Linked DNA regions of Sus scrofa: region 2 is linked to region 1. A link is a contact called in public Hi-C data. All regions are on one chromosome and are shown on one strand. Each heading gives the region's core, a stretch centred on a gene start, on an enhancer-like site or on the middle of the called end of the contact. The rest is flanking DNA. Distances are from core to core; before and after follow the strand shown. Region 1 holds the start of YBX3 (Y-box-binding protein 3). Region 2 holds the start of MAGOHB (protein mago nashi homolog 2).

Region 1 (5,654 bases), core at 2,070-4,569:
GGTTAGAAACTGTTAATAAGAGGCACTAATTCAAGATTTCGAAGGCAGAAGAGGACACTGTTTTTTCCAGTCACTTATAGGAAGACGTCCGGGCACATGGAGGCTCAAAGCTGCTCCCAGATAAACTTCTTGAGGAACTCCAGCATCCATGTGGCCAACTGAGATAGCTGATATGGGTGGACTCATGGTGAAGCTAATGCAGTTTAAACTTCGGGGCGCCTTTCTTGCATGGGCCTTTTTTAAGACTCTGGAATTAGCTTGCAAATTTGTATTCACACTTTCATTTCTTTATTCTTAAAGAGAGCTCCCAATTGGGTAAACTTTAAGTCTTACAAAACTGGCTCTAGCTCTGAATAGTTGGGAGCCTCCTGGAGATCCTGTGCCACCAGTGGCTTCAGGGAAGCCCTTGAGAAGCCCTGCATTGGTGGGGCTGGAGTCTGAGATCTCCAGTGGAGCTCTCCAGCTTTCTCTCCCCTTCCAACAGTTGTGAAACTCTCTGTTCATACTAGGAACAGCGTGGCTTTCATTTTCGTGACCAAACCTGTCATAGCTTAAAAAGGATTGCCATCACCAATTAGGTTATGATTAGATTGTGATTCTTTTTCATTGTTGTTCTTAACCTCAAATTTAAGAAACGATGTTTTCTTAGAATAGAAATGAAAAAAAAATGAGTTAACAACATGAAAAAAACCTCAGAGCAGGCTTTAGACCAACATTAGATACTCATAATGTAGCACTTAGGTGCATAGTATATAGTTTAATAAATATGTGCTAATGCATGAGCATATGGATTAATGAGTAAGCAAAGGAATGGAAAACTGTGTGCATCCGTATCAAAATTGCTTTCTTGTTATGATTATTAAAACAACAGATTATATTTATTTTAATTAATTCTCTCTAGATTTATTTAGCACAGTACCAAGAACTCCCAGCTGCTTGCTGCTTTTTTTGGATGAAAACGATGAGTAGTTTTGGGAGTCATTCCAGCACAAAATTCTAGGAAATCCCAGGATGCATCTGTAATTATTTTAGGGTCTTCCAGAGGTTGGAGACCACACCTGTTAGTCATGAATTATTTTCCAAGGGTGAATATATATATAGAGAGAGAGTGGTTTTGGCTATTAGATTGGAGTTTGAACAGTTCAAGCCCTCATTTTTTTCCTTGCAATCCAATTTTGCATAGCAATGATAATCATTTTGTTAGATAAGAAAGTCAATGGCCAATCCTCACCAGAATAAATCATGCATATAATTTTAACTGACTATACTCTTTAAAACTAAGAAATAATTTAACCACACTTAGAATCAAACTAGCATTTTTTTAACATAACTACATATAGATAATATCACTGTATGGTCCATATTACAGTCTAAAATATGAATTTAACATTAACACCTTTGTCAATTAAAAATTTAAAAATATAGATGAGTTACATGGAAAAGTCAAATATTCCATATTTTTTTTTAACTACATATAGATAATATCACTGTATGGTCCACATTACAGTCTAAAATATGAATCTAACATTAACACCTTTGTCAATTAAATATTTTAAAATATAGATGAGTTACATGGAAAAGTCAAATATTCCATATTTTGCTTTTTTTTCCTAAGAATTAATTTTTAAGTTGTATTTTTCATGGATGGAGTAAGAAAGCAATAAAGCAGGGCATTACAATTATTGATAATGCTGGAATCTAATATACAACACAAATGAATCTTTCCACAGAAAAGAAAATCATGGACATGAAAAACAGACTTGTGGTTGCCAAGGGGGAGGGGAAGGGGGAGGGAGTGGGATGGATTGGGAATTTGGGGCTAATAGATGCAAACTATTGCCTTTGGAATGGACAAGCAATGAGAGCCTCCTGTACAGCACTGGGAACTTTGTCTAGTCACTTATGATGGAGCATGATAATGTGAGAAAAAAGAATGTATACATGTATATGTAACTGGGTCAGCTTTCTGTACAATAGAAAATTGACAGAACACTGTAAACCAGTTATAACGGAAAAAATACAAGTCATTATTTAAAAAACAATTATTGATAATGAATGTGTTCGTAAGTAAGTGAGTGTGGAAAATGTTGGTCTTTTTATTTGTTTTCATTTAGTAAACATTTACTATGCTCTAACTCTGTGTTAGGTACTGTGTGCTAACCAGTGGGAATATAATGATGAATTACACCTGATAACTACCCTTCTGATGCAGCCACAGAACATAGAATTCTGGGGTCGGGCGAGGTTGGAGGGTGTAAATGATTTAGGGGAATAAGGAATGAAAAACGGAATTTTTCGTTAGACCAGACACTGGAGTTACATGTGATAATCCCATCCACGTTCCTTTGAGGAAACCAACTCTGGGATATTGAACACCTCGTCCAAGTTGACTCCATTAACTAAGAGCAGCACTAGAGTGTAAACCTAGACTTGCCTGGATCCTGGAGGCAAAGGACGCCTGATAGCCTGTATCCCAATAGTTCTTGAATACAGAGCACGGTCCCTCTGGCCTGGTGTTCAGCATGATCTCGTCCATTCTCCAAAGGCCATGTGAGCTCTGCAAACGGACTACCGTTTATTGGGTGATCCGTTTCTCTGTTACTCTCCTCCCTGAGGCTAAGAGGGCTCAGTTGCTTAAGTTTTCACTAGCTGGCAGGGGCAATTAGAGAAGAAGGTAAAATTTATCCTCCCCCCCAAGTATAGTATTATTACATATATATTAGCAGCTCACTATTTGTTGCCATTACATTGATGTAAACTCTGATATTTGCATTACTTCATGGAGGTTTGGACCTCAGTTTCCTCACCTGTGGATTATAGAAGAAACCATCTAACATCTTTCAAGAGGAAGTAGCCAAATAGCTTTAAGATTGTATAATTCCAGTTCTTCACTGCTGTATCAGAAACAGTTTTTCGTGCTTCATAAACGTTGCATGGATAACTAGAACGGATTTTAAAAGCCAGTATTTGAGAGAGAGAAGCGCCCGGTCATTTGGATGCCCTACTTTGCTCCTCCTAGAAGATGTGGTTAGGCAGGAGTGCCCCGCTGCCCGGCTCCAACAAAGGGCCGGCAGAGCGTGCTCGGCAGAAAACTCCAGAGTACCCTGCCAACCTCAGATCCACCCTTGCTTTCCTTTCCCGGCCACTCGGGCCCCTGCTCTCAGTCCCGGGCCGATCGGCGGGTGGAAAGGGCACCGGGCCCCTTTAAATGCTAATGAAGTCGATGCCCAACTCGGGAGCCAACTCTCTCCACCCTCTTCCCTCTCCGGCCGGTGCGCCGCCTAGAAAAACTTGCGCGGGGCCATTTTTGGGGCAGTAAGATCGAGCGAGGAGCCCAAGAGCGAGCGCACAGCCCGAGAGCTCGAGCCGCCTCCGCCGCGAGACCCACCTCGGCCGCCGCCGCCCGCGCCACGAGATCCGCACCGGCCTCCCCGAGAGCGAGCCCCGGCCGCCGCGACCTCCAGCTGCGCTAACCGCCGACCAACCGCCACCGAGGTGCCCGAGGGAGAGCGGAGGAGGCGGCATGAGCGAGGCGGGCGAGGCCACCACCACCAGCACCACCAGCACCACTACCACCACCACCACCCTCCCGCAGGCTCCGGCGGAGGCGGCCGCCGCGGCCCCCCAGGACCCCGCGCCCAAGAGCCCGGCGGGCAGCGGCGCGCCCCAGGCCGCCGCCCCGGCGCCCGCCGCCCTGGTAGCGGGCAACCCGGGTGGAGACGCGGCCCCCGCGGCCCCCACGGCCCCGGGCACCGCGGCCCCCGCCTCTTCGGCCGCCGCGGGCAGTGAAGACGCGGAGAAGAAAGTTCTCGGTGAGTCAGGCCCGGGAGGATGGAGGCTGCCCCGGGAGGAGCGGGCGGCCGCGGAGCACGTGTGGGCAGCTCCCACGCCTGTCCCGCTCCGCGGGAGGCCTGACAGCACGGGGTCCCCGGGGACCTCGGGTCCCTGGCGCAGGTGGCCAGTCCCCCAGGCGCTGCCAGGTGAGCGCGCGGCGCCCTGCGCTCCCCGCCGCCTGAGCGCGTCCCTTCAGGTCCCAGGCCCGTGAGGGACGGGACTTAACTTGGATCCCCTGGGCACGCACTGTCGCACACTCCCATGGCGAAGCATCCCTCCGGACAAAGGGGAAAGGAGCGGCGGTCGGGAAAGAGGATCCAGATTTGGGATAGATGCGGATGTAGGGATGGGACAGCACCCACGTGGGACGGGGACATAGTAGTCCTCGCCTAGGTTCTGGGTGAGGAGAGCATTTCCTTCGGGGGAGAGGAAGGCGCCGGACCAGACGGGAGGGAAAGGTGCAAAGGCATCTTGCTGGGAAGGCTCAGGTGTCTGTCCCTGACGCCCTTCCCACGGGGGCGCAGGAACGAGGCCACGCTTCTGTCGGCCACATGTCGGCGGAGAGGTGTTGCAATCCTCTCCGGGAAACTTGGGCTTTGGTCCCTCGTCCCCCTCCCTCTCTGCCCGCTGCTGCAAAGAACCAGTCAGTGTTTTCCAATCCCTACACATTTGCTTCTTCCCGGATTGTGGGAAAGCATTTGGTGCAGCAGCTGAAAAAACTTCGTCGGAAGTGTGGGTATGACGTTAGTTCGCAGCATCGTTATCTTGGGACTTGGAACTCCGGGAAGGAGATCGGAAGAGGAGCCATACAGGTCGGGGGTGGGGGAGCAGGGCATAACAAAAGGCGTCTGTGGTGGTTGGTGGTTTTATCGAATATTTCAGCATTCTCTCCTGAAGTAAAGCCCTAGGTGGGGCCTTAAACCGGTTTACAGAGCAGGTGGGTGGGGAATAAGTTCTCTAAAGGGTGTGTGCTGTAACATTCCCTCTTTTTTTAAAACAGGGAAGGTAAGAGATGCTGTGGGATGCTTCCAAGAAGTTTTCAGTATTTTGGATAGGGCATGTTTGATCTGAGTCTTGCTTGCCCAGTTTTCGAAGAAGAAAATTGGGGGAATAATGTAAAGAAAAGTTTAATAAGATTCCGATTCCATGTTTCCTGCCTTGAGAGGCCTCTTTTCATGCCCCCCCCTTCCTCCCCTGGGCTAAATTTTATTCAGTTAACTGTCAAACAGCGTGCTAAATGTAATATGTGTAGGGTTAAGAAGCCAAATAGCTCTCATATCGCTGGACTTAAAAGTTGCTTTAAGTCTAGTAAGGTTTGCATGGTGATATAGTTTCCAACAAGTGTTCCTTGGAACACTTCCATGCAAAATGCCAGAGAGGCAACCTTGGCCTACCCAAAGCAGTGTTAAGATCTATTCTTAATGATAATTTATTTGCCTTTAAGGGAGATTTTGCAGCTTTTCCCTTGATCTGACTAAACTTCTGAATTTTAAACCGAAGCAGATATCTTTAAAGATGAAGGAAACAGATAACATTAAAATTTCCTCAACCACCAACTGCTTTTAAGTCTGTAGCACATCCTGGTGATGAGTCTGGAGGTCTTGGATCTTTCCACTGTCACTTCAACTCTCAAAAGCAAGGACAGCCTTCCACATGACATTTCAACACCGTCTCTGTCCAGTGTGTTCTGCCATCAACTTTCCTTAGCCAAGCAAACACATGGGTGCCTAAAATGTGCCAGACACAGGGCTGACTGAAATTGAATTCTGGTTTGGGATTTTCCCATTCCAGTGTTTTTGTTTTGTTTTGTTTGTGTTTTT
Region 2 (5,654 bases), core at 1,650-4,149, 88 kb after region 1:
AGACTCAACATAACCTGCTCAGTCTGCCCTTCTGGTTACACTACTTTCATGAACCTTATGCCCTAACTATACTGAATTTCTTGGCTTTCCCAAGTCGTGCATTTTCACACCATTGTGCCTTTACTCAGGCTATTTGCTTTTCCATCCCTCTGAACATATACTGAACCTATCCAACAAGGTCCAATTCAAGCAGCATATTGGAGTTCCTGTTGTGGCACAGTGGTTAAGGAATCCGACTAGGAACCATGAAGTTGCGGGTTCGATCCCTGGCCTCACTCAGTGGGTTAACGATCCAGTGTTGCTGTGAGCTGTGGTGTAGGTCACAGACACGGCTCAGATCTGGCATTGCTGTGGCTGTGGTGTAGGCCTGGCTACGGCTCTGATGAGACCCCTAGCCTGGGAACCTCCATATGCCCCAGGCTGCGGGAGCGGCCCTATAAAAGGCAAAAAGACAAAAAAAAAAAAAAAAAAAGCACATCTTGTCACAAGCCTTTCCAGATATATCCCCCCCTTTTTTTTTTTACCAACTATACTCTTTTGCATTTTGTCTTTATTTTTTATTTTATTTTATTTTTGTCTTTTTGCCATTTCTTGGGCTGCTCCCGCGGCACATGGAAGTTCCCAGGCTAGGGGTCGAATCAGAGATGTAGCTGCCAGCCCAGGCCAGAGCCACAGCAACGCAGGATCCGAGCCGCGTCTGCAACCTACACCACAGCTCACGGCAACGCCAGATCATTAACCCACTGAGCAAGGGCAGGGACCAAACCCGCAACCTCATGGTTCCTAGTCGGATTCGTTAACCACTGCGCCACGATGGGAACTCCGATATATCCCTTTTTTAACTTCTTTTCCCCAGTAAAGGGATTTGTTTTGTTTCTTGTGCTGTCCTACAACCATTAAAAGAAAATTTCTTTCTTATAGTATTGCTTCCTTGGGCTAACATGTGTCTACATGTTTGTTTTCCAGACTACAAGCAGAAAGGACTGGCGTTAACAGTGCCCAATCATTTTTAGCACATAGGAAATGCCTCTTACAACTCATAATGTTTCATAAATATTAAATATTATTTTAGGAGCATTATCTCATTTGATCCTCTCAATAATTCTGTGTGCTTGTCAATTTGATTGTAATAAATTCATTTGGTTGATGAATAAACAGGCTTAGTGTCTTAACCAATGTTAGGTCTGAGGTAAGTGAGGGAATGATTCCTGGTGTTTTTTTTTTTGCGTTCTGGCGGCATGTGGAAGTTCCCAGGCCAGGAATGAACTCACGCCACAGCAGTGACCCCAGTAGGTGCAGTGACAAGGCAGTTTACTTAACCTGCTTTGCCACAAGAGAATTTCCCCCAGGTCTTTTGACTGTTACTCTTTTTACTAAATCCCACTGAAGGCTAAAAGTCATTCAACAGGCAGGACCATTCTGTGTGATGGTAAAAGAAAGGTGATAATATTTGAAAAATAGGGTTTGTGTAAAGCTCACTTTGTCTTTCCTCATTCGTTGAAACTCACCCAGATAAGCATTCCTTCACTAATTGAATTTTAACTCTCCCATAAGAAACATGGGCTAAACCATTAAAATTGCCAAAACTCCAGAGGCCACCGAGGATAAACACTTATTCAACGAAATGTTTTACTATTTAAGAAACTCTTTTATACCATGATTGTCAGAGATTTTCAGTTTCAATGTACCTTTCATCAGGCCTCCTGTTTGATGGATTCTTTTTACTTTGCTTTTATTATTATTAACCTCTAGATGCTAGATAACTAGCAATTCTCGTCTGAAGAGGAAAGGCCTGTGTTAAGAATCCAGCAGGAGGAGTTCCCGTCGTTGCACAGTGGTTAACGAATCTGACTAGGAACCATGAGGTTGCGGGTTCGGCCCTGCCCTTGCTCAGTGGGTTAACGATCCCGAGTTGCCCTGAGCTGTGGTGTAGGTTGCAGACGCGGCTCGGATCCCGCGTTGCTGTGGCTCTGGCGTAGGCTGGTGGCTACAGCTCCGATTGGACCCCTAGCCTGGGAACCTCCATATGCCGTGGGAGTGGCCCAAGAAATAGCAAAAAGACTAAAAAAAAAAAAAAAAAAAAAAATCTAGCAGGAGAGCGGGCTGTACTTCAAATCTTGCCGTTCTAAGGTTGTATCTTTTTTTTTTAATTTCAGTAAAATCATGTTTTGTATCTTTTTTTTTTAATTTCAGTAAAATCATGTTTTGCTTTGAACATATATATTTTATATGTATGTGCATTTTAATTCCCACTTATTTAACATGTGTTTTGTAGTGATAATTTCGAATATTCACATTTTTCTTTCCTGTTATTACTTTGACAGTATGTTTTTACAGGACTTGACTACGATTTTCTCTAATGTCTTTACATTAATCTTTGATAGTGAAAGTACTTTGTAGCAAACTAACAGAGAAAAAATATGGGCTTTAGTGTTAGGCAGACGTAGACTTGAATCTTGGCTCTCAAAATTTTGTTGTTGTTGCTGGGCAATGACCCAATTATCCAAACTCTCAAAGCCTGTTTGCATTTGGTTTTTGGTCTGTAATAGGAAAATGTTGATACCTCACAGGCCTGCTGTGGATATTAAATGAAATAAAAAGCAGAGAAAGTAAACTTTAGTACCTTGTAGATGATAAACATGTAAGATGTTTGCTATTCCAGTTTTCAGGTTTAATCTTTATTCATCCCACTAAAAAAGGGGAATAAGGCCACACCCACTTCAAGGGATGCTCCTAGAATTAGAGACCCGACCAGAAAAGCCAGAGCGATTTGCAAACCTTAGCTCGAAACCCATAACAAATGCTTGCATATGCTCACACTGCTGTTCTTTCCTAATATAATATGACCTATCTAATTTTGAACATAACGTACTTTTCATTCTAATAAACCAAAGTCCACATCGCTGCTGCCCTCCCACGGCGTCGCCTAGTCTCTCTCGCGAGACTCCGCCCTCCGGTTTTCCTCTGGGGATGCGGGAGGCGGAATGGCCGCGCTCGCAGTGACGTGTTTATCCTGAGCGTCTGACGTCACTGCCAGGCGCCCTGTAGCACGTTGGCCGGGCCTTCGGCGGGCTTTTCGGGGACCAAGATGTCTATGGCCAGCGATTTCTACCTGCGCTACTACGTAGGACACAAGGGCAAGTTTGGACACGAGTTTCTGGAGTTCGAGTTTCGGCCGGACGGTGAGTTGAGCCGCTCCTGAGCGGTGCTGAGCTGGGGGAAGCGAGGCGGAGAGGCCGCGGAGGAGGCGGTGTGGGGAGGGCGAGCCTCCGCGGGCTTGGCGAGAGTGCGTTGGGGCTGAGGAGCTTAAGAATATCGGAGAGTATATTGGTTTTGTGAGTAAAAGGTAACTAATCGGTGTAAGTTATTTCAGAAAAGTCTATACTGCCAGATACTAAAATGGAACCTACAGTAATCAGAATCCTAGAATCTGCTCACCAGAAGGGACCTTAAAGGCCATCCAATTAATCGACCTAATACTCGAACGTTTTATGAGAACATCCCCGCCACGCGGTGGGCCTGTGGATGCTTAAATCTTGCGGTGAACAGTAACTTTCGAACTACCCATGCGTCCGTTTTATTCATTCATGCGCTGTATGTAAGGCAGCATGAATAGAAAAAAAAAAAATCTGCTGTTCAGAACTGGAAGCGGGACATGTAAAAGAAATGAGTGTAACGATGTATTCTGGGTGCTTAAATATAGTTGTTCCATGTAGCATGCGTTGAAACTCCAAAAACGGGGGAGTGGTTAGTTCTGGATGAAAGAGTCGGGTCATCTTTAGAGAAGGTGACAGTTGAGATGAGTCTCAAAATGAGAGTAGATATTGTCTTGGACGCTGAGGGAAAATAAAGGAGTCGGACTCCTGAGAGCTGCAGGAGCCGGTGAAAGTGCCTGCTGCCCAAGTAATGGCAGCAATTTACATCTTTTGACAGCTCTGATTCTCTTTAGATAGTTGTACTGTATATAGAACTCTTACTGTAACAAGAACAGTCTTGTTAAAAGCGGCATAGGCTTTTCTTTTTAGAGTGCATGTTATGTGCTGGGCAACATGTAAAAACAAAAATTGAGGTTATATTAATGCGTCGGGTTCTTTAATTCCCCTCAAGGAATTAAATCTTGCTGAGTGACACAAACGTGAAACTAATCATAAGGCAGTTCTGATGGTAAGTGCTGTGCTCATGCTTTGGACAAAGTTCTGTGAAAGCGCAAAAGAAAAATTAGGGGAGGATCACATATTAGAAAAATGAGAGAATATCAGATATTTTAGGTAGAAGTCAGGGTAGCTACATCTAATTATTTAGAAACCTTAATTACCTTAGTCTCCCTCATTCTACCCAAGTCTTTTCTAAATTTAGCTAAGGGGCCAGATTTACCTGAATTCTTCATCTGTATTTTTGGGTTTTTTTTGTTTTGTTTTGTTTTGTTTTTGTTTTTTTGTCTTTTTAGGGCCGAACCTGGCGTATGGAGGTTCCCAGGTAGGGGTCTAATCAGAGCCGTAGCCGCTGCCCTATGCCAGAGCCACAGCAACACCAGATCCTGGCCGCGTCTGCAACCTACGCCACAGCTCATGGCAACACGGGATCCTTAACCCACTGAGCAAGGCCAGGGATTGAACCCACAACCTCATGGCTCCTAGTCTGATTTGTTTCTGCTGCACCACGAAGGAAATGCCTTCATCTGTTCTTTATGTGATATTGTTTTCAGGACTTTTGCCTGTGAACAACTATCAGTGTGTCTGTATCACTTTTAGCCAGTCACATAAATTAGGTAGTCTAATATTATCAGGGAAATTTCATTCCAGGACAATAGCTCTCATCTGCCACCCCACCATTCCACATACTTCTGTCAGTAATAATGAGTCCTATAAACAATGATTCCTAAGGGACCTCATCAGGGTAACCTATCATTCTAGAGGATAAAGATCGCAGTACATCTTGGAGTTCCCCTCCTGGCTCAGCAGAATCAAATCTGACTGGTATCCATGTGGGTGCAGGATCAATCCTGGCCTCACTCAATGGGTTAAGGATCTGGCATTGCTGAGGCTGTGGTGTAGGCCAGAGGCTACAGCTCTGATTCGACCCTAGCGTGGGAATTCTGTATGCTGCAGATTCGGTCCTAAATAGACAAAAAAAAAAAAAAGTTAACAGTACACCTGTACCTGGGCAACTGACTGAGGAGAGGCATGCCTCAAGGAGTACACCTAAATTTGTATATATCAGCTAACAAAACGGCCAGTTTTATCCAGAAGCTGCACATAGTTGGTATTCTTCTTTACCATAGTTCTAAAATATTAGCATTGCCATAATACATACACACATTCATTTGAAGGAAAATAATTAAAAGAACAGTGGGGAAAGCATGAGTATTAAGAAGGTATATCTAGATTTGAATCTTGTGTGACCCTGGGCAAGTTATTTAACTCCCTGTTTTCTCAACTGTGAATAAAGAATAAAACCTACTTTTTATTTATTTTTTTTCAGATTAGGTTAAATGCTCTGGGTAAATAACTTAGCAAAAATAAGACATATAAACTTAGAAGAAATATTAGTTCCATTTTCAGATTCCCTGTTGAGATCGTGATATAGATTAAGAAAATGGGCCTTGAAAATGACCCTCCCATTGTATAATTATAATTGAAGGCATGAATTTAAAA

Evidence for each region. A called contact is a pair of places that touch in the nucleus more often than the background predicts.
Region 2: a contact with region 1 is called in a Hi-C map of heart right ventricle, with 2.3 times the contacts expected there. The contact joins the promoter of MAGOHB here to the promoter of YBX3 in region 1. A contact is called at or near these places in 2 of 47 Hi-C or Micro-C datasets (embryonic fibroblasts and heart right ventricle).

The regions. Positions count from the first base shown.
Region 1 is chr5:61,334,549-61,340,202 of Sscrofa11.1, forward strand. YBX3 (Y-box-binding protein 3) reads left to right here and starts at 3,320. Exons shown (of 10, transcript XM_003126475.3): 1 at 3,320-3,812. The coding sequence starts at 3,524.
Region 2 is chr5:61,422,800-61,428,453 of Sscrofa11.1, forward strand. MAGOHB (protein mago nashi homolog 2) reads left to right here and starts at 2,900. Exons shown (of 5, transcript XM_013988371.2): 1 at 2,900-3,182. The coding sequence starts at 3,089.